2 separate regions of the Anas platyrhynchos genome follow, and region 2 is linked to region 1. A link is a contact called in public Hi-C data. All regions are on one chromosome and are shown on one strand. Each heading gives the region's core, a stretch centred on a gene start, on an enhancer-like site or on the middle of the called end of the contact. The rest is flanking DNA. Distances are from core to core; before and after follow the strand shown. Region 1 holds the start of FJX1 (four-jointed box kinase 1). Region 2 overlaps LDLRAD3 (low density lipoprotein receptor class A domain containing 3).

What was found. Hi-C and Micro-C count contacts between places; a contact is called where the count stands out from the background.
Region 2: a contact with region 1 is called in a Hi-C map of liver, with 3 times the contacts expected there. The contact joins the enhancer-like site here to the promoter of FJX1 in region 1. A contact is called at or near these places in 4 of 8 Hi-C or Micro-C datasets (liver, skeletal muscle and subcutaneous adipose tissue).

Annotation. Positions count from the first base shown.
Region 1 is chr5:49,536,931-49,544,705 of IASCAAS_PekinDuck_T2T, reverse strand. FJX1 (four-jointed box kinase 1) reads right to left here and starts at 4,188. Exons shown (of 1, transcript XM_027458710.3): 1 at 1,500-4,188. The coding sequence starts at 4,026. The coding sequence ends at 2,854.
Region 2 is chr5:49,660,532-49,668,306 of IASCAAS_PekinDuck_T2T, reverse strand. The region is part of intron 9 of LDLRAD3 (low density lipoprotein receptor class A domain containing 3); the gene reads right to left. Among named protein-coding and RNA genes, the nearest start is that of PRR5L, 100 kb to the left of the region's middle. Within about 2 kb of position 4,521, at least 2 of the 8 cell types and tissues checked have an H3K27ac peak or open chromatin away from gene starts, as enhancers often do.

The sequences.
Region 1 (7,775 bases), core at 2,939-5,438:
TTCCCAGAACCCGTGAGGGGGCTGGCATGGCCCCAGCTGGGTAGCAAAGTACAGCAGGAACAAGTGAATGTGTGAGCAGGGGGAGCCTCGCCTGGAGAAAAGCACCACGGAAGCTCATCCAGCTTCAAAACTCCTCCGGACCCCTGCAAAAAAGGCTCAAGGAACGTGCCCTGTGAATGCCAGCCTTGTGGGCAAGCTCCTGAGCAGTGGCCACCCCCAGCCCACACCCCTCCCTGGTGTCCAGCAGCAGCAAATTTGGATGCTGCAGGAAGCCCAGCAGCATGGATCCTCCAGCGAGCTGCAGCGGGGCTGCCAGCAGCGCGTGGCCAGCTCCTGCCCTCAGCACCTCTTACAGCTCACAACTTCCAGGGCTGCAAGTTGTCTCTCTCTAAAGAGAAGCCCTCCTCGCCTGCCCCGCTGCTGGGTGCAGAGGGAGCCACAGGAGATGCTCAGCATTAGAGCGGCACCAGTAAGATTTAAGCTCAGGAGAAGCCCGACGGGCCCCCAGCCCTTTGTTCTGCTCAGAGACAGCCCGGGCTCAGGCAGCGCATCGAGCTGGAGGCACGCGAAGAATGTGCCAGGGCAAGAACTGACAAAGCTCTGCTTGCCCCGAAGAAGTCACGCAGCAGAAAGGTAGTTTCCTTAACGTGACGGTGATTGAAAGCGTTCTCCAGCACAGCAGCAGACGGTCTGCAGCAGAACAAAACGCAGGAGCTCCGCGGCACAGCATCGCGATCCCTGCTTTGCCCTGGCCTCTCTTCCCCACGGGACGCGGCTCCTCTGGCACGGTACCTCCAGCCTCACCGACCCCAAACTACACCACTTTTCAGTGCATACCCCACGTACAGCTCGAATTTACCGATCGACAAATAGAGCCCCGCGTTTCTTCTTGAAGGGTGTAATTATCTAGGGTCTGACTCTAAAGGCGCTGCAAAGGAGATTTATTCCCCATTAGCCATCAAAAGCGGGGTCGTGCCGATACTTGTAGAAATACTCGAGCAGAAACAAAACCTGGGAAGTTTGCAGCACAGCAGTTTGCTCTTCACCGTGGCTTACAATTTGTACCAGCAGTCTATTACTTAAACGCATTTTCATTAGGTGAATGCAACAGAGCTGCTGCTTTTGAGTTACAAAGCAAGGCTGACAAACAGCGCTAAAGAGGAATTAAGAATTACACAGCTAAATTGTGCATTATCATGTAAATGGCAAGGGAGCGTCACATGGGGTTCTGGGCATTGTTCGGAGAGATAAATGCACCAAACTATAAAAACGAGTTCAATAGAGAGCCCTGTCAGTTAAGCACTTGAATGAAGCGAGTCCTGGAGGCTGCTGTAGCATTTTAAGATAAATACACATATGCACAGGTTGCAACATCTAATACAGCTAACTAGCGGGTAAGTTAAAGCTGTTTGTAAAACCCTTGTCCTACTTGAACAAGCAAACCAACCAACCCACAACACGCACACCAAAGGAAAACACGGCAACGGCCAAAGAAACTTGTCTTGGTGTGAAGTTTAATCTAAATAAATGAATATTAACAGCCCGAGGACCCCCACCAGCACAGATGAAGGCGCTGCTCTCGCTGAGGTCCGGGGAGGCTGGTGCTCGCTGCGGGAAGGCAGCAGCCACCGCCTCGCATCCCCGCGGTGCTCTGCTGCCTGGGCACCAGGGGTTACGCTGCTGCTCCGTTACAGAGGGATGGGCACTGGCATCTGGGGCGCAAAGAGGATTAGCTTGTCCTTTGTCCCGATCCCGGCTGTGTTTTGAGCCGAACAATTGCCTCTTCTGTGGATTCCGGCACATAAGGAAAACGCAACAAGAGATGCAGATGCTTTGTTTTGTCCACCCGCTTGTGCCACTTTGCTGTACCTTGAACAAAACTTTTGTAGAAAAAAAAAAAATCCCACACACCTCTTTTAGGAAGACTGAAGAGCTCTCCTGTTCTTCACTTTGGCCTCAGCCCCAGTTGCAAAGATAGACAAAATGGAAACAGAGGGCGGAGAACCAGTGCAAATGCCTCCCAAAAACACCTGGCAGCTCCGGGGAAGCTTTGGGTACCTGCTGTCAGTCCGGTGACACTTGAAGCAAGCCATGGTATGAGGCTGGGACACAGCCTGGGCACCCTAAGGGGCTGCCAGCCCCTAAGCCCACACCACCTACATCAGTTTTCTGAAACCAGCCGGTGCTAGTAAAAGCAGATCTTTTCAGGCTTGGAAAAAAAAACACAACCAGCAACCAAACCCCACGAACAAAAACCACCAGGCATGTCTGTTTAGCTGAAGCTCGGTGCAGGAAGCAGCTGGGAGGCAGCGGGCCGTGTCACTCAGCGGGGCCGGCGGAGGTGCGCGCTTCCCTTTCCAGGCTCGGGCACACAGTTGGGACAAAGGAGGCGAAACATCGGGCACGCTTTACCGAATCATCAGTTTCTTTAGTATGTTACAGAAAGGCTTATGAACATTTATAATGTACATAAAAGGCAGACTTTGTAAAATAAAAAGGTCCCTTTTTTTTTTTTTTTTTTTATAAAAAATTAAAAAGTCAAAGTAAAGTGCATGGGACAGTTTCGTTCTCCGCTTTCACTATCACATCCAAGTCTTGGCACACAGCGATGTGTCTGGAGCCTGGGAGAGCCTCTTCCGTCCCCCACGGTCACGTTACGGGTCAAATCAAAGGATGGCGACGATCACGAACACACACCGGGGATCCGAGCAGTCGAACCAGGAGCGCCCACGACACAGACTAACAGCTACCGGGACGGGGGCTTTCTACACGCTTCCTTCTCGGCGGCCACATCCAGCAACCACCCCGGGGGGGTCCCCAGGGCACCCGGCTTCGGGCACCCGGCTTGGGGGGTCAGAGCGCGGCGGCCTGTGCGCGGCAGTGGGCGATGTGGCGGTGCACGAAGTCGACGCGGGCCTGCAGCAGCTCGGCCTGGCGCTCCGAGAGGAAGCCCAGGTGGGCCCAGAGGGGCTCTCGGGCGCGGTACCGGCGGCGCAGCTCGGCGGCAGCGCTGCGGCGGCGGTGCAGCTCGGCCACCCGCTTGGCCGTGCCCTCGCGGAAGACGCAGACGGAGCGCAGCAGCGGCTCGTGGTAGGGGTCCCAGACGGCGAGCAGGCGGTAGCCGTGCACCAGCCCGGCCTCGTTGTCCATGAAGACCAGCCCGCCGTCGGGCCCGCGCAGCAGGTTGCTGGTGGCGCGCCGCATGACGCGCGGGTCCCACTGCAGGCTGAAGAGGTTGCTGGCCAGCCGGTCGAAGTTGGCCGTCAGGTAGTCGAAGAGGATCAGGTCGCTCCACTGCACCAGCTCCACCAGCTGCGCGGCGGGCAGCCCGCCCAGCTCCGCCGCCGACAGCGCCCGCGGCCGCCGCCCGCCGCCCGCCTCGCTGCCCCAGGGCGCGGGGGCCACCACGGCCGTCAGGTTGTCCACCCAGCGGGTCAGGCTGACCACCGCGCCCTCGGCCCACAGCGAGCCGCGCAGCTCCTCCCGCACCGGCTCCCACTGCCGCCCGCGGGGCTCCACCAGCGCCAGCGCCATGGGCGGCAGGCGCTGCTGCATGCCCAGCACGCCGGCCAGGTGGTAGGACAGCGCCTCGCCCTGGATCTGCTCCGGGCTCACCCCGTAGCGCACGCAGGCCCGGCTCCCGTCCGACAGCCTGGCCAGCCGGTTGGAGCTGCGCCCGCAGCCGCCGCGCTCCAGCGACGACACCCGGGCAGCTCGGGCGGCCGCCGGCCACGCCGCCGCCTCCTCGGCCGCGAAGCCCCGCGGCACCCGCGCCTCCAGCTCCCGGCTCCAGAAGATGCCCCGCCGCACCGGCGCCGCCCGCCCGGCCGCCTCCTGCCGCTCCTCCCGCTCCTGCTCCTGCTCCTGCTGCTCCCGGCCCACGGCCAGCAGCGCCCGGAAAGTTTTCTGCCCGCCGCGCCGGGGCTCGCCCCGCTGCGGGCCGGGCTGCGGGGGGGGCAGCGCGCAGAGCCCCAGCAGCGCGCCCAGCGCCAGCAGCCCCAGCGCCGCGCGGCCGCCCCGCTCCATGCCGCCCGCCGCCGCCTCACGCCGGGCCGGGCCGGCGCTGCCCCATGGCGGCGGGGAGCGGAGCCCGGAGCCGCGAGCCCGGCTCCAGCCCCGGTGCCGGTCCTGGCTCCAGCCCCGGCCCGGCGGCAGCCCCGCGCCCTGTGCGCCCAGCCCCGGCTGCGGGGGGCCCCGCGCCGCCCCCGGCACCGCCCCTAAAAGCGGCGACGCGGAGCTGGGGCCGGGCCGGGCCCCCCCCGACCGCCCCCGTGAGGCGCCAGCGCCCCCCGCAGGGCCCGGGGCCCCGCTGCAGCCGCCGCCGAGCACCGAGAGCAACAGGAGGGGCTCAGCCCTCGGCCTGCTGCTGTCCAGGGGGAAGAGCTGGGGCTGAAAAAGCCTCCAGCACGGATGAAGGGCGGCCAGGGAAGCAGCCTGGTTCTCCCGGGGAAGGGTGGGACTCCTGGAATAAGCCCTGCTGGCAAGCACACGGTGTGAGAGATGCTGTGTGCTCGGTGCCGCTGTACGCTACACGAGCATCCCTCTCCACACAAGCAGCCCTCGTGGTGAGGCGTCCCAGCGGCTGAAGGGCAGGGTTGGCTTATTTCCTTGGGAGGCAGGGCTGGAGAAGGCATCGCAGAGCAGGGAGGTGAGCATTAGGGACCTGGCCCTTCAGGTGCGGGGCAGTTTCTGGAAGTGTTTTACAAATGTGTCTCAGCCCGCAGCAGGGAGCTCTTCTATGGCTTAGGCTCCGCTTCTGGTTTCTCAGAAAAGCTCCCTGGCAGATGGGGCTCCTGAGGTCTTTTCTTGCAATCTGAAGCACCATGTAGGACACGAAGCCGAGCAATTTCCGCATACAGCACAGATCCTATCTCCCCGGTACGCTGCCTCTCCCTGTTCTTAATATCTGTGACTCTGCCTTTAATATCAAGGCAATAAATGAGGAAGTGCTTGAGTTCTTGAGCCCGGCTCTTGTAAGCATTCACAAGACTTGTCAGGTGCCTGCCAATGCTCAGCCAGGCAGGGGATTTGTTTTCAGCCCTGCTAAAGGTGAGCTGCCAAGATGGGAGGTGGTGGGTGATGCCCTCAGCCCCAGGGTGCCCAGGAGCAGGCTCTCGTGACAGAATTGGACCAAAACACTCTGCCAGCAGCACCCCTTGCGCCAGCCCAGCCCCAACAGAGGCAGATGGCTCAGCCGGGAGGATTTTCCACGTGAGCATTCAACATCAGGCTATGGCCTCACTGCTGGTGGCGTGGGGGACACCCTCAGCAGGTCCGGCCCAGCCAAACCGTGCCGTGGTGAGCGGCTGACCACAGCCTGCAGTCCCTTCTGGGGACAGGCGTCTGTATCCATCGCACAAAGCACATTTTTTCCAGGCCAGGAAGTAAAGAGGCTCAAGGAATGCTTTCAAGTGAAATTGCTGAGGCAATTCAGGGAGATGAAAGGTAATCGCCGTGTGAGAGGATAAATAATGCATCGGGTGCATGCCCCTGCTTTCTGATGGGGCATCCTGAGGGGTCAGGTCCCGTCGCCAGCAATTTTCATGCCGTATGCACTGATAGCAAATCTCCTCTCCTCCTGGCTGCCAAAACATATGAGCGGAGAACACTGCTCAGTGCTGCTGCCACATCTAGCCCAGGCACCTGCCCTGATGTAGTGTAACAGAAGAGAGAGGGGAAACCCAGTGTCTTTTTGGAAGAGAAACGCCAACCATGCTGACCACAGACCTCCTGAGCCACCCTGCAGACCCATTAAAAATACGCATCGTTAGATAGATACTGCCTTTAAGGAGAGAATCTGTCATCTCACTGCAAACAGTGCCCCCTTCCCCTCGATGCCCCCTGCAGGCACTGGGTAGCCCCGGGATGGGCCCAGCTGAAGGCTGGGATGGACCAGACTTGCCTGGAGAAACGGGGCCAGCCTAAAGGCAGAGTTGCTATTGCTAGAGGAAGTTAAAAAATGCTCATAAAATGTTAAAAAATGCAAAACTACACCCAGGACACATCTTAAACTTTTCAGCATGTCCTAAAAAGGCGCAGCTTTTGCAGGGCCGGTGAAAGCGCTCTAATTAGCCATGAGGTAACAACCCCAGCTGCACCAGCATAAGGCCAGCGGTGCGGCTCCCTCCAAGCAGCGCAGGGAACAGGGCTGGCTTAAATAGCAAGATGTTTTCCAGGCCCCTGATAACCTCTCTCACCACGCTGCCTGCAGGGGCAGCAGGAGCCCCTCCAAGGACGGAGGAGCCCCTCTGGCTGCCAGGAGCACAGGGGAAGGCACAGAAGAAAGTGATGTATGGATTCCCTGGACCTTCGCTTTAATTCCCCCGGCCTTTCCCCTCCAAGCAGGGACCCTCTGTCCCCATGCGAGGCCGGGAGGTGGGCAGCAGGGAGTGGGGTACCTGTCTCCCCAGGTATGGGCCCATCTCTGGTGCCGGTGCGCTCCTCTCCTCCCTGTGGGGGCCCTTCCTGCCCCTCATTCTCCAGCGTTTTTTGTCCAGTTTCGAGTGACTCGGGTGATGGGATTTCCACCTTGCAGACGTCTCCGCTGGCAGCCCTGCTTGCGGCTGCGATTCCTATTGTAATACTTTTCTACGCATTCCAGCTGTTAAGTTATTGACCGGTGCTCTCAGTCTTTGCTGCAGAAAATAAACAGGGTCTGCCGTGGCCACCCTAGATTGAGACTCACTGCATTTATCAGCTTGGCTCTCATAGCCACAGGGATCTCTGTGTGGTCAGTCCTGCAGTGGAGACATCTCTGTATGGAGCCCTCCTGCTGGGGGGTGAGAGGCAGAAAAAAGAAGCCCCCCACACCTGAGCCTCGAAGCTGTCCCCGTTTCGAAGGCCCCAGCTCATGATTCCTCTGTGACCGGGGCTGGTGACATTGAGAAGTTTCCCTGCTGTGCACTCTACATCTTAATGTGACCCATTTAAATTTCTAAGCCTTATTAAACACGGCATTAACATTCAATAAATGTCTCATTGATTACGTATTTACTTATCTGGTATTTAACTAGCATTCTCTTAAGGACTGAATAAAGAGAAGGACGGAAGAGAGCTGCTGCGTGGGATTTAAATGGCAGTGGGCAAGTACCCTTCAGAGGTTAAGGACTGCAGGCAGGAGCCAACTCTACCCAATATCTAAGCGCCATTTTTTATTCAATAGGCTTTATTAAAAATACAATAACACTTTTTTACATCCAAATGTGTCTCAGCTCCTCCAGGAGCCTCAGGCCGGCACAGGCTGAGGCATGAGCAGTGGACAAAGCACCTACCACGTGCGGCACAACGTGTGGCTTTCGTCAGGAGCAATGAAACAGAAAAGCACGGGAGCAAGTCTCTTACTCAGGTTTTCTTGCACCCAGCAGTTTGCCAGACAGGTGGTGCCAGGGCTGGTTTCTACGGCTGGCCCTGCTGCGTTTCCCTGCCACACGAGGGGAGCCACGCAGCGTGCCCGTGCTGCGGTTTTTGCCCTTGCAGAACGGGGTGCTGTAACCGTAACTTATCTGGTGACATCTAAAGCAGCCTCCGGGTTCTTCTGGACAGCTGGGAGCAGCTGGGGGGCTCTTGAGGAAGTCAGCACAGCAGAGCTGTGTTATTTCTGTTGTCACTATTCCCTGACATCGCAGTTAACTCCTGATTTGTGTTGCCTTCTCACTGACACCAAATTAAAGAAAGGAAAAAAGCAGAAGGGTTTGGGGAATACATGAGCTTCCCCAGTTCCTCCATCCTCCATCCAGCCTTGGTTCATTCAGCCCTCATCTCCGCTCTGCTCCCTC
Region 2 (7,775 bases), core at 3,272-5,771, 120 kb before region 1:
TAACACCAAGCTTTAGCGATGCCTTATGAGTAGCTTTGTGGTGACCACTGATATATTAAACACCACCAAGTCAGTAGCCTTTACAGATGGGTAGGATTAAACCTACTCTAGACTCTTGGCCTGCTGCTGCATTTCTAGGAGATCTCGGCTGGTTTGGACAATCCCTAGAGCTTACTGATCTTAATTCCGAACTGGGCAGACATTTCTTATTAACAAAACGCTGCAGCTCATTCTCCAGTGCACTGAGCTCTGCTCGTTGAGCCTAAAGCCTGGAATTTAAAAGGATAGCAGCCAGAGTTACTTTGTGCCCTTTGTTCCTTTACATGAAAGCCATTCATCAGGCTGACTCTGCTGAGTGGCTAAACCCCAAGCAAAACAACTGCAGCTGTAATAATTGTAGGATGGTAATAAGCAGCCATTAAAGAGCTTATAGAGATCGCAGAACCCACTGTTCTCCACAAGACCTTTTCTCTCCATCTTTTAAAGCGGCTAGTAGATCTGCTAACTTATTCTTAGCACTGTGGATGTCATGAATGTGACTGCTCTCACAGCAAAGCATAAGGAGAGGTGAGGACAAACACATAAATCCAGACTGTCACCAGAAAGATTTGGGTCAAGAGCAATGACCCTTTATTAGTAAATTCAATCCATCTTGCCATTTTAATTTTGAGACTTACACAGGGAAAAACACAAGTACATAATGTGCCTTAATGTAATTCCAGTGTGTAATCTTCCTACAGAAGAGATTTGAAGCATGCTCCTAATCTCAAGGGTAAACCCCATGAAACTTTTTTTTTTTTTTTTTTAAAGCAGTGAGAAGCACAAATCATCTAAAGGGCCTCTTCTGAAACCTACCCTGCATCAGCAAGAGGGCAGGACAAAGAGTTTGACCATGCCAACCTGAGGTTTCCACGCACATGACGTGTTTTATGCTGGTACAGTTCTCTCTCAGTCCTCCTCCTTCCTACCGCTGCCTGCGCTGGGCTTGCACAACCACAGAGCACCTTCATCAGTTATGACTTCAGTTTCAGCAGGCTTTTTGAAGAGGAAAAAAACCTTCCATCCCTCTGACATCATTTAGCTTTTAACACCCACAGTTCTTCATAAACTACCTCTTGTTGAAGCTGAATGTAATTAAGTCAGTCAACATACATCTGAAGTGCCGGTCTGAAGACGAAAACTGCACAAACCTGCCTTTGTTCTGCAAGATTTTCGGTTTTCCAACTGAAAAGGTTTCAGAGCACAGGAAAAGATCCAGCACATAATCTAGGAAACTCGGGCTGTTAATTGCAGAGTGTGGGTTTCCTTTAGCATTCTTACAAAAAGACTTTTTCTGTCTTATCCACAACTGTGTGTAATTGTTTGTTATGAACACTTCCCTGCAGAGACTCCATTCCTGGACACGCTGAGCAGTGAAACCCGTTGGAAGCGAACACCAGAGGGAGCAGTAAACATTTGTCTGGTAGGTGGGTTTTAAATTGGAGTTGCAACAAAAACGCATGGGAAACCTTTGGGAAACTAAAAAACAGTTACTGGTGCCTGTATTTCCAAATTGCACTGTTCTGCTAACCCAGCCTAACTCCCCACCAATGCAAGGTCAGTGAAGAACAAGAGTGCAGACAGAAACAGGTACGAATGATGCAAGCGTCGTTGTGCCGCCCCCTCACTCCACTCCTGACAACACCAAAAGATTCATTAAGTCTTCTGAGACTGTAAGACATTTATATAAAATGTTGTGTGCGTTTAGATAGATTACATGGAACTGAAAATATACCCAATATAGAGAAGATAGACGGAGTGGAGTGTGAAAATATACTGTGTTTATATATAAACACACAACTCAAACTCTACAGGGATAAAGCAAGAACACGGTTAAGAGACATACAAGAGAAGAAGAAATAAAGGATTGATATGCCAGCACCCCAGCAATGAACAAGTAACTACAGTGCTACCTCGAGTATTATTCTGCCAAAGATTTAAAAATGCTTGCAAGGGCAATGGAAGTATGGCTACGATCACAAAAACACAAATAGGTCAAGAAAACACTCCTGCTACACACTGCTCAAAGAAGTTCCCCCAGAAAACACTTCTTTTTTAAGGAAGAAGAAGAATGTGTCTGAAGACGAATGTGCTTTGCAATCAGGTGAGACAAGGCAGACCCTCAGCAGAAGCTTGCTTGGCAGGTGGCCTCAACACCTGCCTGGGGAACGCTAGTTAACATTCCCCATTTCCATGAAGCACTTCAGTTAATGAAGACACTCTCCCCCACAGAGAAGACCTGCATGTAAAGACTCTCAACTGTCTGAAGGACAACCAGAGTAAGACCTGCTGCTGCTGAACTGCTGGCAACAAACTGAGCCTTTTCCTCCTGCAGTCCCAGGCGTTCCTGCATGGGCCAGCTCCCAGCAGCCTGCACAGGTCAGGCTGTTGGCAGCAGTCTCACAAGCACCAGTGATGCCCTAGTGCTCAGCCATCTCTCAGAACAAAGCCTTTATGGTTGATTCAAGTAACAGTGGCAACTGGAAACAGAAAGGCATGAGATATGTAAGTTCCTAATACAAGAAACCCCTGCCCCGAGGCTGTCCTTGTGTGAGACCTTTTTAGCCCCCTACCCACAGCCTTCAGCCCTCGGACTAAGACAGCTGGTCACTGCATTCACTGTGCACCACGACTTGCTTGCAGCTGAATGCACCGACGTGGCTTGTAAGAAATGGCTTTTGGAAGACTGATGAAGGAAAATCTAGACTTCTGGGTGTTTGGTACCTCTCATTCTGGCTGCTGTCATGCCAGGCACTTAGCACGGATGATGTGCCATGCTCTGAATCTGCACCATCTGCTGCTCGTTAGCTGACAAAGGCAGCAACATGCCATCTCTCCACTAGCTGTTGCTCATTAGCTGACAAAAGCCGTTTTCAGTGATTGCATTGTTATTTCTGTAATAGTCTAATACAAAGGAGTACAAAAGAGCAAAGAAAGGAGGAAACAAAGATGACAGAGTACATTAGGAGCTGAACTAAGAACAGTATTGTACTCCCCAGTCTCCCAGAGAAAACCCTCCCAGCAGTGGGATGGAGGCCTTGTCCCGCAGGAACATCGGACAGCATTACAGATAATCTGTTCACCTCAAAATGCTTCCAAACGTCCAAAAATATTTCTAGGCTCTTCCTCTTCAGATTCTCTCACGTGTGATTCTGGATCTTCTAGACCCACGCCAGCGCACGCTCCAGGTGTACGCATGCCTGGGATACAGCCGGAGCAGGATCCAGGAGCTGTGCAGTCAACAACTGCACGCTCCCCAGGGAAGTCCTGTTGGTAAAGGCTCTGCTCCTGTCCAGAGGAGCCTCAGCCACCATTACAGATCACGTACACAGCTACAGAGCACCAGCAGCAGCAACTACAAGCCCACCAGCATTCAGAGGAGAACTGCACGAGCAGTACGCGAGGTCGCAGGCCAGCCAACAATCCAACGGGTGAGAAGTGGCAGAGCTGGGGAATGACTTACAAAAAGGTTCTCCAGTCTGGGAGATGCTCTGAAGGAAGTTATTTGCACTGCTGAGAACAAGAAATACTCCAGAACATTTACACTGACATGGTCAGTTGCTTTCCAAGCCCAGTTAGTGGCTTGGAGGAACAGCCAAAGAGATGCTCTGCTTCAAGGAGAGGCATTTCTCATTTACAACAAGTCCCCATCTTGGCTTCTTCCCTCCCTCTTATGCCTTTTCTCAACCCTCCTGCCTGGATAAAACTGGATTAAGCTTTTCTGCTGCCAAGTCACCATGGCATAAGGAAGAGTAAAGATATTCAGCATGCCAAACAGTGTACAGACAGCTGGCATAGGAAGTGTTAAACTGAGCACAGGTCAGGGCAGAGAGGAAGCCAGGAACATGACAGATGGTACGGGTTCTGGCGAAGGCAGAAGATGAAGAAAAAACCCACAAGCAAAGTGACGTGGTTCACAGAGAAGGTCCTCTACGCAGCAGACAGAAAAAACACAAGTGGAACAGAGGGAAGGGCAGCCACGAGTGGACCAAGCGCTGATAACCCTGCTTTTGCAGAACTCCTCCACACCCAGACCAGCATTTTTCACACCAGGGCTGCAGAAAACAAAAAGCAGAACCGCAGAGTTGTAAGTTTTCATCTCCAAAGGGTAACAAACGGAACGAAATGGCACAGTAATGGAACTCATCAGATGGTGCTGGGCACCCGTGTTCAACCATAAGGCAACCCAAAAGGGAGGGAAGGACGTTGCACTTGGCGGCACACGTGTGAAACTGCCTCCGTGGGCACGCCACAACACAGCTCGCTTCAGAGATATCAGCCTGCAGGACTGTCTGAATCCAGCAAGCAAGCTCTTATTCACACACAAACACTTTAAAGCAGGGTTAAAGCCTTTAAATGTGAAGCAGTTAGTCGATGAGGAATCACAGACAAAGCAGCTTAAAGCACGGCTCAGGGTAGTAACACACTGGGAACTCAGCCATCTCGTGCTGCTAATGCAACTCCTACGGCTTTGTCTCCACTATCAACAGCTCGGCTGATGCAAAGCAACATCTCAGCGGAAAACAAAGGGCTCTGCTTCTGCCGCAAGGTACGCGGTAGTAAGCAGAGCCCTATCCTGGTAGGAGGAAGGTAACAAAGCCTAGCCTAAAACAATTAAAATGAAATAAAGCTGTTCTACCTACACACAAACACACGCGTCCCTCAAGCCTTGCGATCCCAGAACGGCACTTTCAGGCACGGCTGCCCTCTCCTAAGCAACTTGGCACTGCTAACCACTGCTGCTGGTGCAGCGACACAGCCAGACGTGACACACACACATCTTGAGTGCCAACCTCCTCAATTTCCCACTGCTGTTTCTGCAGCCCAGAGGATCAGTTCTTAGGCTCCTACACCCTCTCTCTCCTCAATGCTACGGACCTGCACATTAACCACACTGCTTATCTTTAGAAGTTGCTTGCTTCAGCTTCAATCACTGTGAAGTGATCATATATTATAGAAAGAAAAAAATCTTAGTAGGGATATACAAACTCTGGAGCAGGATTCCAGTGAGGCTGTGGACTCTCCATCCTTGGAGATGCTCAGCCCTTGAGCAGACAAGGCTCTGAGCGACTCTGATCGACTCTGATCCATCCATACTAGTCCTGCTTTGAGAAGGCAGCTGGACCAAAAGACCTCCAGAATCCTTTCCAGCCTCAATTCATCCATGAGCCTCTCTTTACAGGTTGGCAAAAGCTGGAGAGGGGGAGAAGAGACAAGTTTCATCCACCACCCTTCCCAAACAAAATGCCTTTCAGTGCTTAGCTCTGACCTAGAAAATCTCTACCATCACTTTTGGGTTGTTGCAGCTGATGCAAATTTTCATCACCATGTAAGAGACTGGTTGGTGACAGCTATAGGAGTATCTCAGAAGAGCTGGCCCATTTTCAAAATTCATCATAAAAGCCACACAAACTTTTTTTGTGGCACCCACTATACCCACTTATACAAGAGACTGAATTGGCCCTCTTAGGCTATTAGGAAGTCTAGAGGTCTAGGTGTTTAGTGGGATTCAAAATGGGCTATTTCCCGGGTTAGAAGGATCATCCATCCTTGAGACAGAAAACCAGCCTCCTGAACTCAGACATAAGCCAACAACTAGCACCACGAAGCCTTTCCAGCCTCCTCCATAACTACGTAATTCTGCCTCCCAGGGACAGCTCTTGCCCCTTTGCCACACCTGCCAACGAAGGGGACCCTGGTGACGAGATCATTTCTCTTGTGAACCTTGTGGTCACTGACATGGTCCTAAACAGGAAAGCAAACACACACACCCCATGCCTCTGGGGAGGCACTCGGTGTAGCACCCCACAAACAGGGGCTGTTAAAAGCTGCCTGGTACAACAGAGAGGAAGGAGATGCAAAACAGGCAGCTTGAAGCTCTCTGGATGCATTACAGAGCCTTGTTTGCATGAATATTAATTTCTTGCTTGGAGATTCAAATGAGCAGTATTTCCATTCTGTTTTGGCTTATCTGACCTGTTAACAGCAAGCCAGCACAGGATATGAATCCCTTGCTCTCCGTTGTCTCTTTTCCATGCTAATTTTACATTTATGAAGGTGATCAGTTAGAGCAGATAGATGTATGTGAAGAAGAAAGAGCAGCCTAATTACCTCCATTAACTTGGGCATGATCAAAAGGATGCTCGTCCTGAAAACTGTTAGCCAATCGAGTGGGCTGATGGTCTTTAAATGAAAAACCCAAAGAAGAAAAATTCCGCAGAAATTCATAGTTGCAACATAACCTAGATCAGTAAGGCTTATTTGAGTCTGTCATGACAAGAATAACTTGTAAGAACTGTCATTTTGCAGCTATTTATATTTTATTGTCAGTTATTATGTTCATTATTGCCTGCAATTCACTAGACCCAACTGATTTTGGTAAGAAGGCTTCCGAACAGCGAGTCATGAGGAGTATTTTCCCATTACTGATTCATGAGCAAACGTCCAGCCCAGTCTTCATTAAGAAAATCTTCCTTAAGATTACTGTAAATTTTTATTATGATTTTCTAGTCTAACAAAGAGAAGTGAAATTCCTGCAAGGCAGAGGATGACAATATTCTTAGGAGAGAGACAGAAACCTCTGGGTTTGCATCCTATGAATACAGAGAAGTGCCTTCATTCAGCTCGTTTTAAGCAGCACACCAAAAGCCATGCCAGCAGCATATTCAACAGCTAGGTAATAAGGAGCCTGCGAGTCACGCAGCTGCTGTCATCAGGAACATCTGACCGAAAGGTGCACGTTGAACTCTGGACATTTTTTATTCTTGTCAAAGCTCCCCCTAATAACAATTCTGCTAGGGTTTAAAAAGATAGGCACAACTGATCAATCCTTACAACAACAATAAATTAACCTGTCTTCAATGTTGCAACACAGGTCTGATGCTTTAGAAAGACTACAAAGGATCAGATATTTTATACAGATACTTTTAATGCCTTAGAAGCAGAAAAAAGCACAGTGGTTTAAAGCAGGACTATGTATGTGGATTTCCACAGCATGGTTATTAAAGACTCCTTATTTTGAAAGGGATGGAAAATTGGAATTAAAGGTGAGGCATCAAATTAAAGAAGCAAGCATTTAAACTGAATTTGGAAGAAGCTATTCTTTCTTTATTCTGTTCCACAAGTGAAGCTAACGACGTCCTTGAAGCGTGTTGGCTGAAAGGTAAGGTTCTCAAGGAGGCTTAAGATTAATAAAAACCTCTGTAAAGCACACACGTAAAGGAACAACATTTGTTAGACAAAAAGCACTAACTTACTTCTCAGACACTTTAGAAGAACATGGCATTTGAGGGTTTTTCCCTCCCAACTGGGTTTCATATCATGATGTTATGCTGCAGCATAATTTTGCTGTCTGTGTATACCGCATAGCCCAGAAAGTTTCATGCTAACTAAATGATGCAGAATACTAACTAAAACTTAATTAGTGCTAACAAAGAGATGAAATCACAAAGCCTTTTTAAGCTCTCTAGAACTGGGAGCACTGTAGGGAGGATTAAAACATGTAAACATTATGAGCCAATTCATTCCTTTTATTTTGCAGAAAGTTACTATTAAGTTTCAAAGGGCGAGGAATTACAATTTGACAGGAGTGGAACACAAGTAACAGGATACAGCTAAAATCTGAAACAAAAAGGACTTCTCTTGGTGGTTGTGGAGGTCAATTTAGAGCAGTACACAACTAAGGTCTTTATTATATAGGCCTTTATGTTGAATCCCTGCAAACACACAGGGCATCA